Linked DNA regions of Sus scrofa: region 1 is linked to region 2. A link is a contact called in public HiChIP or PLAC-seq data. All regions are on one chromosome and are shown on one strand. Each heading gives the region's core, a stretch centred on a gene start, on an enhancer-like site or on the middle of the called end of the contact. The rest is flanking DNA. Distances are from core to core; before and after follow the strand shown.

Region 1 (7,497 bases), core at 1,431-3,930, 390 kb after region 2:
CCATTTTGCAGATGAAATAAACTGAGGCTCAACGAGGTAAAGTGACTGCCCGAGGTTCTGCTGCTGGCGAGACAGCTGCTATGCCCTCCCGCCCCAGCACTTTGACTCCAGAGCCATGGCCCTTCTGTTCCTGGGCCAGCATCAGCCAGTGTGCCTGACACCATTGCTCACCGGTTGGGTGTGGGACCTATCAAGCCCAGGAAGAGGAGGGCTTGGCACGGGGGAAAGAAGCACAGAGCACCCACACACCGGAAGAAGCTCTCCATCCACGTCAGCCAATGGCAGGCTCAGGACTCACCTAGAGAAAGCCTGCATTCCTGGGGCTCCTTGGGCCCCCTGGCATTGCTGGCAGGGCAACAAGGATTTACCTGTACCCTGTGGCTGTCCCCTCATGGGGCCTCCCTGACAAGAGTGCCAGCCTTCCGGGGAGTAAGTGGCAAAGGTCCCTTCAGTTCTACTGTCACGTCTGACTCGGCATGGTGTCGAGGTGAAGGGACCTCCAGAAGGGGCAGGACAGCTAAAGATGCCACCGAGACCCTGACCCCAGCCACCAGGACACCGACCACCACAAAGCTCCTGTTTTTTGGTCACCACAAAGGGACAGGACAGGTGGACTCAGAGGAATCTGAGGCTCGGGCTTTCCTCCAATTGGGAACCTCTTTGACTGGACCCATCTCTGCCTTGGGATATGAACAAAGATCTCCAGCACCAGCTGGGATGGTCCTGGGATTAGGACAGGCATGTGACACAGAAAAAGGCATGCTTTGGAGTTACCATTGTGGCACAGCAGTAATGAGCTTGACTATTATCCATGAGGTTGTGGGTTTGATCCCTGGCCTCACTCAGCGGGTTAAGCATCCAGCATTGCCGTGAGCTATGGTGTAGGTCGCAAACATGGCTCTGCTCTGGCACTGCTGTGGCTGTGGTGTAGGCTGGCAGCTAGAGCTCCGATTCAACCCCCAGCCTGGGAACCACCGTATGCCGCAGGTGCGGCTCTGTAAAGACCAAAAAAAAAGCACGCTTTTCAGGCGCGTGGACGAAGGGTGGTGGCAGGATTTCAGCCAGGGGCCATGCCCATGGCCGGCACAGCACACTTTCCGGATTGGTGACAGGGGATTACTCAGGGTTTGGTATCACTGTCTGGGCTGGAACGTGGCTGCAGTGACGAGGAAGAGAAGGAAAGGCCTTTCCCAGAAACCTGGGGATCCTGCTGTCTGCAAAGGCCCATAAGGAAGCAGATGCTCAGAGCCAAGCTGCCCCTGGGAAACTGCAGAAATGTCCCTGCCAAGACGGTCTTCAGCTCAGTGACCTAGCCTGGTGCCCCTTCCATTACCAAAGCTGCTCTTAAGAAATAATGCTTGTATCAGTTGTTTACACTTTAGCAAGAATTTCGTGGTGTCAGCCCTCTCACGGGGACATTTGAAGCCAGCTCTGCAGTGGCTAAATGAAAACATCTGTCTGTCTCCAAGTAAAAGGATTTCAAGCGTCATGAATAAGGAAAGAGATGTCTGGGAGCTTGGTGAGGCCATCTCCTGTGCCCTAAACTCCCCAGAGCCCCATCATGAAATCTGGTCCATGATAAAATTCTATGCAAAGGTCAAGTCATCTCGGATCTAGCCGCGCAGGAAGAAGCCTTGGAACCATCTAACTCTGCATACAGAGTTCCTTAGAATTTAAATTCCCTGGAGGAAGGAAGGGGTCTTCAGGTTTCTGGGCTTCTCTCTGTTGCCCCCCAGCCCCAAGCTGAATGAAAGAGTTATACAAGGTCTCAATCAGAGATCTCGTCGGCTGTCAGACCATGGAGCCCTGGAGGACCTGACGATACAGTGCAGACACTCTCTCATCTTTACTCTCAGACCCGCTCACCCCACCCCGAGGCCATCCCAAGACCTCTCGGGAGTTCGAAGACCCTGAGTTTGGAAAAGTGGATGATTCCGCTTTTCATCCTCTGCCCACACCCCACCCCTACTTCACACACACTCACACCTGCCAGGAAGAGCAAGGGTTTCTTTGTCCCAAGCAACTCAGGAATGCACGGCCAAGTTGGGGCTAAGAAGAGGCGAGAGAGGGGGTGGGACCACGGGGATCAGGTGCCCAGAGGACGGGAGAACACAGAAGGGACGAGAGAATGATGAAGCTGGAAAGGATGGACCTGGGTGGCATGGGGCCGGGGTGGCGGGGGTGGGGTCTGCTGGTGCTCCCGGGTCTGACTGAGTGGTCAAGCAGCTGCTAAAGAATAGCCAGAGGGGGAGTTCCCTGGTGGCACAGCAGGTTAAGGACCTGGCATGGTCCCTGCAACACCTTGGGTCGCTACTCTGGCACAGGTTCGATCCCTGGCCCAGGAACTTCTGCAGGCCAATGGCAAGGCCAAAAAGAAAAAGAAAGAAAGAAAAAGAATAGGTATTGAAGCCCCTCAGGGTGCGCACCACCTGCAGAGGCAAAACTATCTTCCCTTGGCCTCCCAAACTGCTCCTTCCAGAAGCAAATTCCCTCCACTGGGCCCCCTCCCACCTTCAGATCAGCCTCGGGACTGAACCCCCAAGCACCACAGAGCCCAGGTCAGGGACTGTTGCTCCAATGCAACCAGGAAATATTATTTAGCCAAGATATTTTTAGCAGGAAGCGAGCTTGGAGCAAATGTCATGTGAGCCATCTTCTCTTGCACGGCAACTTCGGGCTATTTAAAGAGACGGTAATTACGCTCCTGCCACCACGATCAGGACGGGCGGAATGCATGATTGCAGGAGCCCCTCATCTGCCACGCGCGCCACTTGACGCTAATGGAGCCCAATTTTCAAAGTCGCCTGCCTAAATCTGCCCGGGCTGCAGGTGGACCCTGGAATCAGCCCTGGAGCTCTGGCCGACGGCTCTTCCAGGCCTCCCAGCCTGGCGGGGCTGCTGCCCACCACTGACCTCCCGCCTCTGGACAAGCTCTTGCCTTGGGCATTGGACGGTGGGGGGCGGGGGGGGGGATGTCCACACTGATAATCCTCTTGTTGATAATCCCATCAACGGCACGATAATCCCTCAGAGAGGCAGCCGCCACGGGTCTGGAGACACTGGACACACTTCTAAACAGTCCTGCCAAGGAGACGGGGTCACTGGGGGCATCAAGGAGAAGGAAGACTTAGGGGACACTGAGGAAGGTGACCGGGCCCAGGGAGGATGGGCAGGACCTTGAGGCAGCAGGCCCCTCGGGGAGGAAGGCAAACTGCACGCTTGCTTTCCTTATGCCCCAGGAGAGCAGACCCTGGCAGGAATGCTGGGCACACAGCGGGTACGCTAATGCAGCAGAAAGAACGAACCAGCCCACCATTACCCCTGTAGGCAAGCCAACGGGCCACCCACCCTCCGCCTGGGCATTAGTGGGACACTGACAACCGGGGCCTTGAATAAAGGTGGGTGCATGGAAGGCAGGAGGGGGACAGGGAGGAGCCCCCACCCCTCCCCTAGGCGGTGACAGAGGCGTTCAGGAGGAGACTCAGGGAAGTTAAGCTGGCTGACTTAAAAGGGATGTGAAAACGGAGGAGGGACCCGCTCCCTCCTGGGGCTGCAGAGAACACACCGAGGACCAGCGGAAGGCGAGGGTGGGGACCCAGCTGTGTCATATGGAAACAGGTGGCCTTGCGGAAGGATGAGCTCCCCAGCACAGGGGTCAGCGCAGGGTCTGAGCACCTCACCGGCCTCCCCCCAAACCTACAGAGCCCCCCCCCTCAGATTTCCCCTCGGACGGCCTCACGGCACCGGGGGTGCCTCCAGCCTCAGAGGGTCCCCGAGCACCAGGCCTGGCAGGACCTTCCAGAAAGTCGCTCCTGCCCCCACCTACCTGAACACGGGCACTTCCCAGGGGTGGGGAGGGGAGGCCTACAGAACAAAGAGGAAGCCACGTCCCCTGGCAAGAGGTAAGCACTGGACGGAGTGTCAACATTTCTGTCTGAGCACAGAAGCGCTGGCAATTACCGCAGCAGGAGGCCGGCGAGAGAGCCCTGTGGACGGGTTGTTTGCTCATTAAGACAAGAAAATCATTTATGTTCTGAGGCTCGAGTGTCCACAGACCCAGGGAAATGTCATTACCTCAGCTGCTGCCCTGGGCCTGGCCAAGGGGGCAGCTGGGGTCTGGGGAGCAGCTGGCGAGGCCGACAGCGGGTACGCATGGCAGGGACGCCGCCCTCAGACCCGCTTCCCTCCCATCCTGTCTTTCTCCCAAGTTCACCCAGCTCTCCCTCGCCCTTTCTTCTTCAGATGCAACAAGCAGCGGGGAGAGAGTGCTTCCAAGGGCCGGCACGCTCAGCAGTGGCACTGAACTTGGGGTGATCACCCACCCCAGGTTCCAAGGGACAGAGCAGGTGGGACTTCGTGCCAAAACAGGAAAAGTCCCAGATAAAGTGGGAGGGCCGGTCACTATACCACCTGTAAGCTGGCAGCCATACAGTGGGGGGCACATTTCTCCCCGTTTCACAGATGAAAGGAAGGTGATGGTTCAGCGGGGTACCTGTTCTGGAGCTTCGGCTGCAGCCCACACCCCCCACCCAGCTGCTCCCTCAATACTTTCTGCTTGTCCAAACCCCCCTTTGCATCTGCTTTAGACCTTGGCAGAGAGGTGTGGGCACAAGGAGGGAGCCACCGACCAGCAGAGGGTCCCTTGGAGACCAGCCGACCAGCCCCCATCCCCGTACAAGGTGGGGAGGACAGAGGCCAGAGGGGACTGACCTGCCTGGATAGTGACGCCCCTATCCAAGACCGACCCCCAACTCCTCCAGACGGAGGGACAGAGAGGGGCTCCCAGAAGCAGAGAGAAGCGGCAGGGGCTGCCTAGAGACCCCAGCCAGCTCAGCCTTCACACTGCCTCATATTTCCTGCCCCCTGGCCCGGTACCCACTTCTGGCCACCCGCAGACAGCCCCCCACCCCTGGAGTGAGCCCCGCTGTTTCCTCGCCGTTGGAGGCTCTGTCTTTACTTTCAAATGAGCTCCCACCTCTTTAGGCAGCTAAGAGGTGCAATGGGGCAGACACCTGACGTTTGGTGAGAGGATGGAGAGAATTCGGCTTTTGCCTTTGCCACCACCAAAGCCGTTCCACTCCTGTCCTTCATGCAAACTGGAGGAAGGCTGGGAAGCACCTGGAGGCTGGACTTTGAGGAGGAAAACAGTTCTGTTTAAAGAAGGAAGGGAAGACGGATCAAGAGCTCAAGAGCTAAGCAAAAACGCACGGTGCCCTTTAAGGCCCCACACGGAGGCTATATTTAGGGCCGAGGACATTCAGCAGGACCTCGGGCAGCCTTCACTGGGAGCCATCGCTAATCACTGCATTGAGTTTACGGGTGCCCCTGGGCACACTTAACCCAGGGCAATGAATAGTTATTGCCCGGCCTCCCGCTCGGGGCCTGTGGGCACACTTAAGCAAGTGCGCGGATCGCTGTGAGCGGGCACGGCTCGGGTACACCCTTGGGCACCCTGCGCCTTCAGTGGGGAGAGGCGGAATATTAAATATCTATGCGCCCTGTGCCCACAGCTGCATTTAGCCAAGGGCAAGGCCGGTGAAACGGCTTTAATTAAAACTTAATGCAAGTCCAAGGTGCAGGCACGGAAGCCGCGGCTGCAGAAGTCACCAGGAATGAATCAGTCAATTCGATGAGGTTCTCAGGTGGGGGAAGGGGGCAGCGGGCGGGAGAGGGACTAGGGCAGAGGAGACCCGGCCTTTGTCACGCACATGCCACCCACCTCTCTGCGTCTGTTGTTCTGGGTCGTGGGCCACCGCACACGCCCACACCTCGCTTGGTGAAGGATGCTGGAATTCAGGCCTCCGGGCTTCAAAGGCAGGTGGTTGGAGACAAAACTGGTGCTTAGGCCGGGAGTGGATCCTGCGTTTCTCAGTAACTCAGACCAATGTCCCGAGACAAAAGTGACACCGTCCCCCTGGTGGCAGCTCCCAGAATTACAGGCCCAGTGCAGAGGTGAGCCCAAATGTCAAAGGAAGGCTTTGGTGGCAATTCTGGGCCCTGGCCCCGTGATTCTTAGGAGAACCAGCACCAGGCTTGGCATGGCCACTTGTGCCATGAAAAGGACAAGTAGGCAGAGAAAGTCCCACCGTTCTGCCCCTGCTCTTTAAGATTGGAAAGCAAAGGAATCTGAGAGGTCTGCCCATCTGCCCGAGAGAGCCTGGCTCAGAGCTGGAGGAGGACGTCCTCTGAGCCATGGTCCAGGGACTCTTCTTGCCAGATACATCTGTTTCAAAATTCAGACCAGGGAGTTCCCTGGCGGCTCAGTTGTTTAAGGAGCCAGCATTGTCACTGCTGTGGTTTGGGTCGCTGCTGTGGCGCAGGTTCAATCCCTGGCCCAGGAACTAACTTCTGCATGCCACAGGCATGGCCAAAAAAAAAAAAAAAATCCACTTGAGAACACAACTATAAACCCTTCCTGGGGCAAGACTCTACATCTCACTCAAATCTGTTCCCTTAGCACCAGCCCAGCCCCTGGCACACAGGAGGTACTTAATAAAGGCTTGTTGCATGAATGGTGATTATCATTAGCCGGCTTTTTGTGCCAAACCCCTTCCATTTTTCTTTTCCTCTGTTACCTGGTCTTTAAAATGGAGACATTATAAGAGTTCCCGTTGTGGCCCAGCTAGTATCCACAAGCACAAGTGTTCGATCAGTGGGTTAAGGATCCAGCATTGCCATGAGCTGTAGTGTAGGTCACAGATGTGGCTTGGATCCTGAGCTGCTGTGGCTGTGGTGTAGGCTGGTGGCTACAGCTCTGATTCAACCCCTAGCTTGGGAACTTCCATATGCCACAGGTGCAGCCCTAAAAAGACAGAAAAAAAAAATTAAAATGGAGATATTGTAGGGAGTTCCCTCGGTGGTGCACTAGGTTAAGAATCCAACTGCAGTGTCTCAGGTCGCGGCAGAGGCATGGGTTCGATCCGCAGCCCAGAGCAGTGGGTTAAAGGTTCTGGTATTGCTGCAGCTGTGGCGTAGGTCCCAGCTGCGGATCAGATTCCATCCCTAGCCCGGATACCAAAAAAAAAAAAAGGTGACATTATATCTGATTGATTGCACCTTTTATGGCTAAAAGTCTGTAATTCTTAGACATGACCCAGGTCGAGAAGAAACATCCAAACTAGCAACTTTTTTCAACGGAGAGAAAAAGATCATGAGGACACAGTGTGGCGGCTTTGGCCATGACCCCAGTGCCAGTGACATGGGGAGTGGAGAAGTGGCTCAGAAACCTTTAATGTGCCCACTCCTGCTCTATTCCATCTCCTCCCGACTTGCCCAGACAACAGCCCAGCAGGCCCGGGCATCCAGCCAGGGTCCATGAGTGTCTGCAGGATGCCATGCCACTTGGCCCCTCCAGCTGCCACCTGTGGGCCCAGCCACAACTTGAGGCTCCACGGCCTCTGGAGAGAAGCCCAGCCAGGGAGCACCCCCCACCTAGGCCTCCGAGCCCATTAACTGAATGACCTTGGGGGCCACCTGGATGCACTCTTGGCCCAGCCC
Region 2 (6,886 bases), core at 1,137-3,636:
GAGGTGGCGTTTGGGGACACTTTAGCACCAGGGTTGAAGCTTTGTGCAGGTTTCTTGCGACTCCGCTTTCCACCCTGCCTCTCTGCCTGCTAACTTTGAGCACAGTGTGTGTGAATGAGGAATTAGAGGGTTTGTGGAAGATAAAATTGTGGAGGAAAAGTCTCTGCTTGCTGTTGGTTTAAAGTACATAAACCAAAAAAAGGCTTCTGTTTGTTGCAGTGTTTGGTCTTGTTTGCACTCAAGGCTGTTAGCGATATTGTAGGAGAAGCTTTAATCCTTTCATTCAAATTTACAAGAAATGCTGTTTCCTTTTAGTTTAAAAAAAAAAGAAAAGAAAAGTCCAAGAGAGCATTTGATTTGAGGAACCAAAAGTCTAGAAAATGTATCCGGGAGTCCTCGTCAATTTGGGGCATAATGAAATATAAAAAATACTCAATAAAAGCTCCTTTATTACTTTAACTGTTTAAATGTGGAGTTTTTAGCCATCAGGTTAATGTTTTGGTATCATTTTTTTATTTGATTGTGAGCACTTTTCCAGGTAGCTCTGCCACTCGAGCGCTAATCAGATTCCCCCAGATGAATGGTGCTAGCTGCAGCCTGACATCACCGCATTTTTGCTTCGACATTATTTTATTTGGTTTTCCTGTAAAAGTTAATAACTCTGTGTCCATGCGTTTAACCAGGGAAGAAGAGGGAGAGAAAGGACCATGAACAGAAAACAACGAGCAGTGTCTCAGGAAGCTTTGGCCAAACTGAGGAGACGTAGAGATTTTTGTGATGTCACAATATTTCACCCTGGCCTAGGTATTTCATGAGTAGGGTGTGGAAAATCAAGATTGCAGAGCAAAATGGTGCCTCACAATTATTCAGATAACAAAAAGGGAACCTCTGTCTGTTTCCCAGACGGAACTGGAAGGAATTAGAAATGAGTTGCCATTGATTGAGAAGAAGGTGGGGAGGGATTGATTGCTTAATGGTGAGCGCTGTTTAAAGTTTGTGTTAATTGTCAATGAATTACATGCTCCGTTTTGGTGACCAGGGTTGGTAAGAACATCAGCTGCAGGCAGAAAGCGCTTCCTTTTCACCTTCCCGTCGGAGGTAGGACCTCGAGGGAGAGCCTCATGACCAAGATGGCTCTGGTGTCTAATAGGCCTGTGTTAAACCACTCGTGTTAAGAGTGTGCTTGTTTGTGGGAGGCTGTGGCTGTTGATACTAGGAATGTTTATGGTGTTTCGTGAAAGGTCACTGAATGGTTCAAACCCATGACCATGACCAGTTAATTCTTTCTGTGTTCTGTGGGTGACTTTGCCGAGCTAAACATTTCAAAATTGGGAGGCGTCTGGACCGATACACCTCTTGATCTAGAATCTCTTCCGAATTTACGTCTTGCTGCTAAAGACAGTCTGTGGATACAGATCTTGTACAGTGGGTGGACGAATCGGTTCCACAGTCCTTATCTCGGTGCCTCTGAAAGATGTGTAAAAAGTGATGACTCATGCATCATCGGAGTCAGAGGCAAGGCTTGTCTTGCTTCTCTGTGCCACGCTCGTGTGGATGAGTTACTCCCCACATCGTCTAGAGAGGCGTGGCCTGTGTTAGATACCCCTTTCTTAGAAAACCGAACCTGGTCATCAGCTTATTTCACATGGCTGGGAGGTACACCTGAGGTCTGTCGCCTCATTTACTTCCAGAGCTGGGCACCCTGGTCTTCCTGCCTTGGTGGATGGCCTGTCCTCTGCACCCCAGAAGCCAGGGGGCTTGGGGAAGGGGGCCACTTTCCCCTCAGAGGAGCTGATTTCATTTGAGCCTTTGAATAGAAACAGTTTCTAGTCATCTTACTGTAAATTTGTTGATTTTGGAGGCTGCCAGTTTTCTCTATTATGAATCATACTCTTCTATTTTCCTCCTTAGGCCACAGAAGAATCTAAAATAATAGCAGGAACCAGGACTTGGTGGTCTTCTCTCCGTAGCCTGTTTTAACTGTTCGCTTTTATCCTGCTTTCCAGGGAATCTAAAGATGGTTTAGAAGCTGCCCACATGTGTCATTTCCAATTCTTTTCTTGCTCGCTTTTGGATTTGAACTGTTTCTGGGTTGTGACGACTTCTTTTTTGGTATTCAAATCTATTTTTTAACATTTAGTCTTTCTCCAGTTTTCCTGTAGGATGTCTGGTAGGAGTGCCGCTTAGCAGCTCCTTAGGGTTTTAATTTTTTGCTATGTATGGGGTGAGGGTAGATGGAATTCCTTGGAGTCCAGGAGCCCATCTTGCTGCCGTCAGAGCAGAAGGTGCTCAGCCGCCATGAAGGGACCCTGCCCTGCACCATCTGTGGTCATCTGGCCAGCCTCTCACCCTCAGGGTGACGTGAGGGTGTCCCTGTCCACAGCACAACCCTTCTTCTTTCCCTCCCTCCCCCTCCCACATCTCGACAGTGCAGGGCTGGCGAGCTTTCCCAACCTCCATCTGGCCCGACTTCAAAAGAAGTGGGAACTGAAGCTTCGCCTGCGGAGCATATGAAGGTGCTAGAGTTTGGGAGAAGTAACCTTCAGAAAGCATCAGATTCAGCCCGTGGTGGAGAGAAGGGGACTCGGGGATGGAGGCAGTGGTCTCATTAGGAAGGTCCCGGGTACCGTCTGCTACATATTTTTAGTGTCGGAGTCACCGGCCACCGTCACTGAGTGAGCTCACAGTTCTCCTGGGGAGCATCTTGGACACTGAGTCATTACATTCCTTTGGAGTGATTCAACTCAACAGCCTGACACCTTCATTAATTTTACAGCACGGAAGCCTGGGTGCTCTCTGCTTCCCCTTTAACAGTGCCCGGGAATTAGAAGAATATGGAAAATATAAAAGCAAGGGAAACTGGGAGAAGGAGCAGTCAGAAGACACCATGTGAAGAAATGGAACTCCTCGCCTTTTCTTGGGATCTCCTGGGACCGAGCGCCCAACTCTCGCCACATGTTGCTGGCACACGCAAACCTTTCTCTTTCTGTTCCTGGCACGCCGGCCAGCCCCCCGACTTGCAGCCAGCTCGCTTGCCTTCTCCGCTGAGGTCACTGCTACCGTGATCCGTGTATAATGGCATTTTCCTCCTCTTTTCAGTATGGAGGCTATTACGGTTTCTTCTCTAAACAGGACTTCAAACAATTTGCTGCCAGTTGGATTTCAAAGCCAAGGAAAAGGCAAATGTCATCCTTTTTTTTCCCTCTCCTCTTTGGGTAACTGCTTTGTTGGTTGCATCAAAAATTAGAGGGGCTGCTATCTAAATTCAGGTGGGGACAGGCATTTAAATTTGCTTTTCTGTCTGCCTAGAGGAGAAAGGCCTTTTCCTTCGCAACCTTTCCTAAAAAGGAGCTTTGATCTTCTCAACCCAGAAACAAGGGTTTTTATTTCCTCCACGGCATCCTGTGTGTGTGCACTGCAGCGCTTTCTGTGCCCGAGTTCCGGCTGCCCTCTGCATCAGCAGCTCCCTTTGGGCTGCAGTTGGCACCCAGAGTACTCTCCCAAGGCACCCTGATGTCCCTAAGATCACTGTCACTTGACATTAAATAGTGCTTGTTGGCTTTAGATGCTTTTTATTTCTAGAAGAACTAGTTTAATACAATAGCGAACCAATGACATTCTGACAAGCAGTTCATGCAATATTTTTAACTGGGGCCAAGAAGAAAATTTTAAATGCAGAGATATTTCACTTGGAAGGGTACTTTTTATGCCCGTGACGTCACCACTTTTCGTAAAGGCTTTGACTGCATGCATCCATATGTTTTAAGAGAGACTGGGGTCAATAATGCTTGCGTGGGAATTCCCTAAACCCAGATCGACACAACAGACCTTCACAAACACTATATTCTGTCATGTCAACTCCACCAGAGATATGTTGTTTCTGTGATGTGAAAAACAAAAGGACGGAGGAGAGCACAACAAAGGAAACTAGGGCCGGGCCCACAGCGTAATTAGTGTGGGGTTGTAACCCAAATCAACAAGGGGAAGGACACAAGGACAAAACCCAGGAAATTCCAAGTTGAAAGAGAGGCTCTTTCCTTTAACTCCTGGAGACCCAGGGCGCTTGCTAGCTCACTGCTCACCCAGGTGCAGGAGGCTGGCTCCAGTACAAGTCACTGTCTTTATTTTTGAACTTCCTGGCTTTTGTTGACTTTCCCGTCTATTCCCCCCTTGAGGTAAATGAAACGTACCTTTGTACGCGTACACGTGTGTCAATGGTAGATAAACGGGCAAGGAGTACCTCTTGATTTTGTAACCCTCAGAGAAATTCTGGGGGGGGTATCCCTGTCACTGTCATCTGTTCATTTTTAATGAGCAATTTTAAAAAATTGAAAATAAAAGAGGCAAATGAATAGGTGTTGAACCAGCCCGTGATATGTAAATGCCAACTAGTAATTACCCAAAACCTCAATTTTCATTCGGTTTCATCTTGCAAAACATTTCATTTTCCCTGGGTGAAAACACTTCACGGGGGCTCGAGAGTCAGCGGAGCGGCCGCCTGCGGCCTGCGCGGCCACCGGCCCCGGCTAGGGGGCACTTTGGCTCCGCGCTGCGGCCGCCTCCCGGGCAGCGCGTCCAGCTCAAGGTTATTCCCCTCTTGCCATTCCAGTGGTTTCGCTCGGAGCGGTGGTGGCGCCCCTCCCCCCCCAGTCTGGTTTTGGGGAGCCTTATTTGCCTCCTTGTCCTTGCAGAGGATCGTATTGAATGTTGGCTCCCCGAGGCTTCCTCTGCATATTAACTTGCCCCTCTCACCTGCTTGCTAGACCCTCGGCTCCTCTGAGTTGCATTTCACACTCCGAGAGCAGCTTTCTGCCAGACTCCTTCTCTCCCTTGGAGATTTCAGACGCAGCAGTCTCTGTGCTCTCTTTAGTGCTGCCTTTAGTGCTGCTCTTTTTTTGGGGGGGGGCCTTTTCATTTTGGTGGCTGGGGGTGGCTCTCCTCAACTGGAGCCCACCTACACATTTGCTCTCCCGCCACACTTAGGATGATTCTGACATTTCTTTTGCACGCTCATCGATTTTTCTCTCACTCTGGTTTAGGATCTGACACCCTTTGAGGGGTATTTGTGCAGCATCTTGGAATGTGGCTTGTGGTTGCCCTCCCCAGCCTGTCCCCTAGTTAGAAAGAGAGCATGTAGGAGTGAGAAAGAATGGAGAGCCTGGCTCGGACCATCAGCCGCAGATTAGAGAGGATTCTAGATGCAGAAAACCAGAATTATGTTGTCCTAGGACCCTGGATCCGAGAGTGCTTTGCCTGGAATCTCAAGGAACACGGCCTCTTTAGTGAGATATATAGCTTCATAATTAGCCCGTTGCATTTTTTCGCGAGTGCTAGCATCAGCGTTCTACGATGTGTGTCTCTGATTAACAGCTGCTTTGCAACTATTTCCTTGTGGCATCCATGACCGTATTTGTCAAGGAACTCCTGGCAGAGGACTGATTTCTTGCTAAAACACGGCGTTTCTGTTTGAAGAGGGTTCTCTCTCTCTCAGTACGGCTTGGCTTTTATAGTCCGTCCTTGTTAAAACTCTGGTTGGCTTTGGTCTAAGGCTTGTGAACAGGATTCTGGGTATCTATCTACTTTAGAGTACAAGCGGAGGAACCTTTCACAGGCAATTTAATCTTGTGAGCCGAGCACGTGTGGCGCTGCAGCTCCAGAATGGGGTTTCGGGCCTGCATGTCGGTCACTTTCTTTTGCCCTCTCATTGTGATCTCTCTGGGTGACAAAAGGACTTGGCTTTGGTTGTTGGTGTCATTAATTTTTGAATATTTTTAATATTTTAAAATGGCTAATGAATGCTCACATTTTAGGAGAGAGATGTGTATGTCGCACACAGGAGTGCCGGAATTGGTGACATTCCAAATAAGTGTCACTGAAGACAATGCATCAGGTTTACGTGTCAGGTGCAAAGTGCTAAGGCTCCCTCCAACCCCAGGTTGGTTATTAAGCCAGCCCTGTTCTCCCGTCCCCCTTGTGCAGAAGATACAGTGTGTGTTCTGAAGACGACGGCGTGCGGGTTTCTTGGAGGAGAGTGGAAAGCACCTAGGAAGCACCTCTCAGTGAGGAGTGTCAGGGAGCTCTGTCCTCCTCACTGGGCATTGCTTACCCTACACAACGCCTTAAACAGCACGCAGTGCACCACGCATAGTCCCCGAGTGTGCTGTAGTCCACTGATTTATACAGTTACAAATCCTGGTCCCTCAAACACACATCTCTTTCAATTGGCCAGTCATCTCGGATCCAGCCTGAAGTCCCTTCTTTTTCCCTGGGTTGCTGGCAGTCACTCCAGCGTAACCACCGCCAAGACGAGAATTTGCTCCTCTTTGTACCTCGGTTTTACCTCTGGCTTGAAGTGAACGGTGAACATTAGCAAAATGTCCCTAGAAATGTGAAGTTGATGGTGACAGGGTTATCTTTTGCTTTGGCTCTGGGGTGGGTGGGCGGTGTGGGGGGAAGCCGGCCATGGGGCCATGGGGATGGGGGTGGTGGGGAACTTTGCTTCCGTTTTCTTCTGAGTTTGTCATCTTGATTTTTATGATGTCAGCTACTGGTGATTCACGGTGCTCTCTTTAAGAACGCTTTGAATACAAGAGAAGGGAGAGGAAAGCGGATTCCATATTTATCACGGACTCAGCACCAAGTGGCTTCAACAACGGCATCAGATGCTTTGCACCAGAATTTTCCCCGGCTTGCTGCACGCCCACAACATGTGCAATAAAGTTCCTGTCTCCGTTTTACATCTTTGACATTGAGGCGGAAGATTTGGCCTGAATTTATGTAATTTAGTTGGGCACCAATATAACCCATGAATAGTCACATTCATCTCCTAATTAGAAAATCAAACGATAATACAGGACGGGCTGCAGGCGCCCCATCATTTCATCCA

Evidence for each region. HiChIP or PLAC-seq counts read pairs in DNA pulled down with a chosen protein or histone mark.
Region 1: an H3K27ac HiChIP or PLAC-seq map of skeletal muscle shows a contact between it and region 2. The contact joins two enhancer-like sites. A contact is called at or near these places in 1 of 47 Hi-C or Micro-C datasets (retroperitoneal adipose tissue) and 2 of 2 datasets of contacts at active chromatin or transcription factors (alveolar macrophages and skeletal muscle).

What each region holds. Positions count from the first base shown.
Region 1 is chr6:71,169,026-71,176,522 of Sscrofa11.1, forward strand. LOC110261095 (a long non-coding RNA gene) reads right to left here and starts at 6,283. Exons shown (of 3, transcript XR_002344890.1): 1 at 5,720-6,283. Within about 2 kb of position 2,681, at least 5 of the 83 cell types and tissues checked have an H3K27ac peak or open chromatin away from gene starts, as enhancers often do. A contact at or near this core is called in skeletal muscle, where this site is marked.
Region 2 is chr6:70,780,760-70,787,645 of Sscrofa11.1, forward strand. All of the region lies in intron 2 of PEX14 (peroxisomal membrane protein PEX14), which reads left to right. Among named protein-coding and RNA genes, the nearest start is that of PEX14, 46 kb to the left of the region's middle. Within about 2 kb of position 2,387, at least 22 of the 83 cell types and tissues checked have an H3K27ac peak or open chromatin away from gene starts, as enhancers often do. A contact at or near this core is called in skeletal muscle, where this site is marked.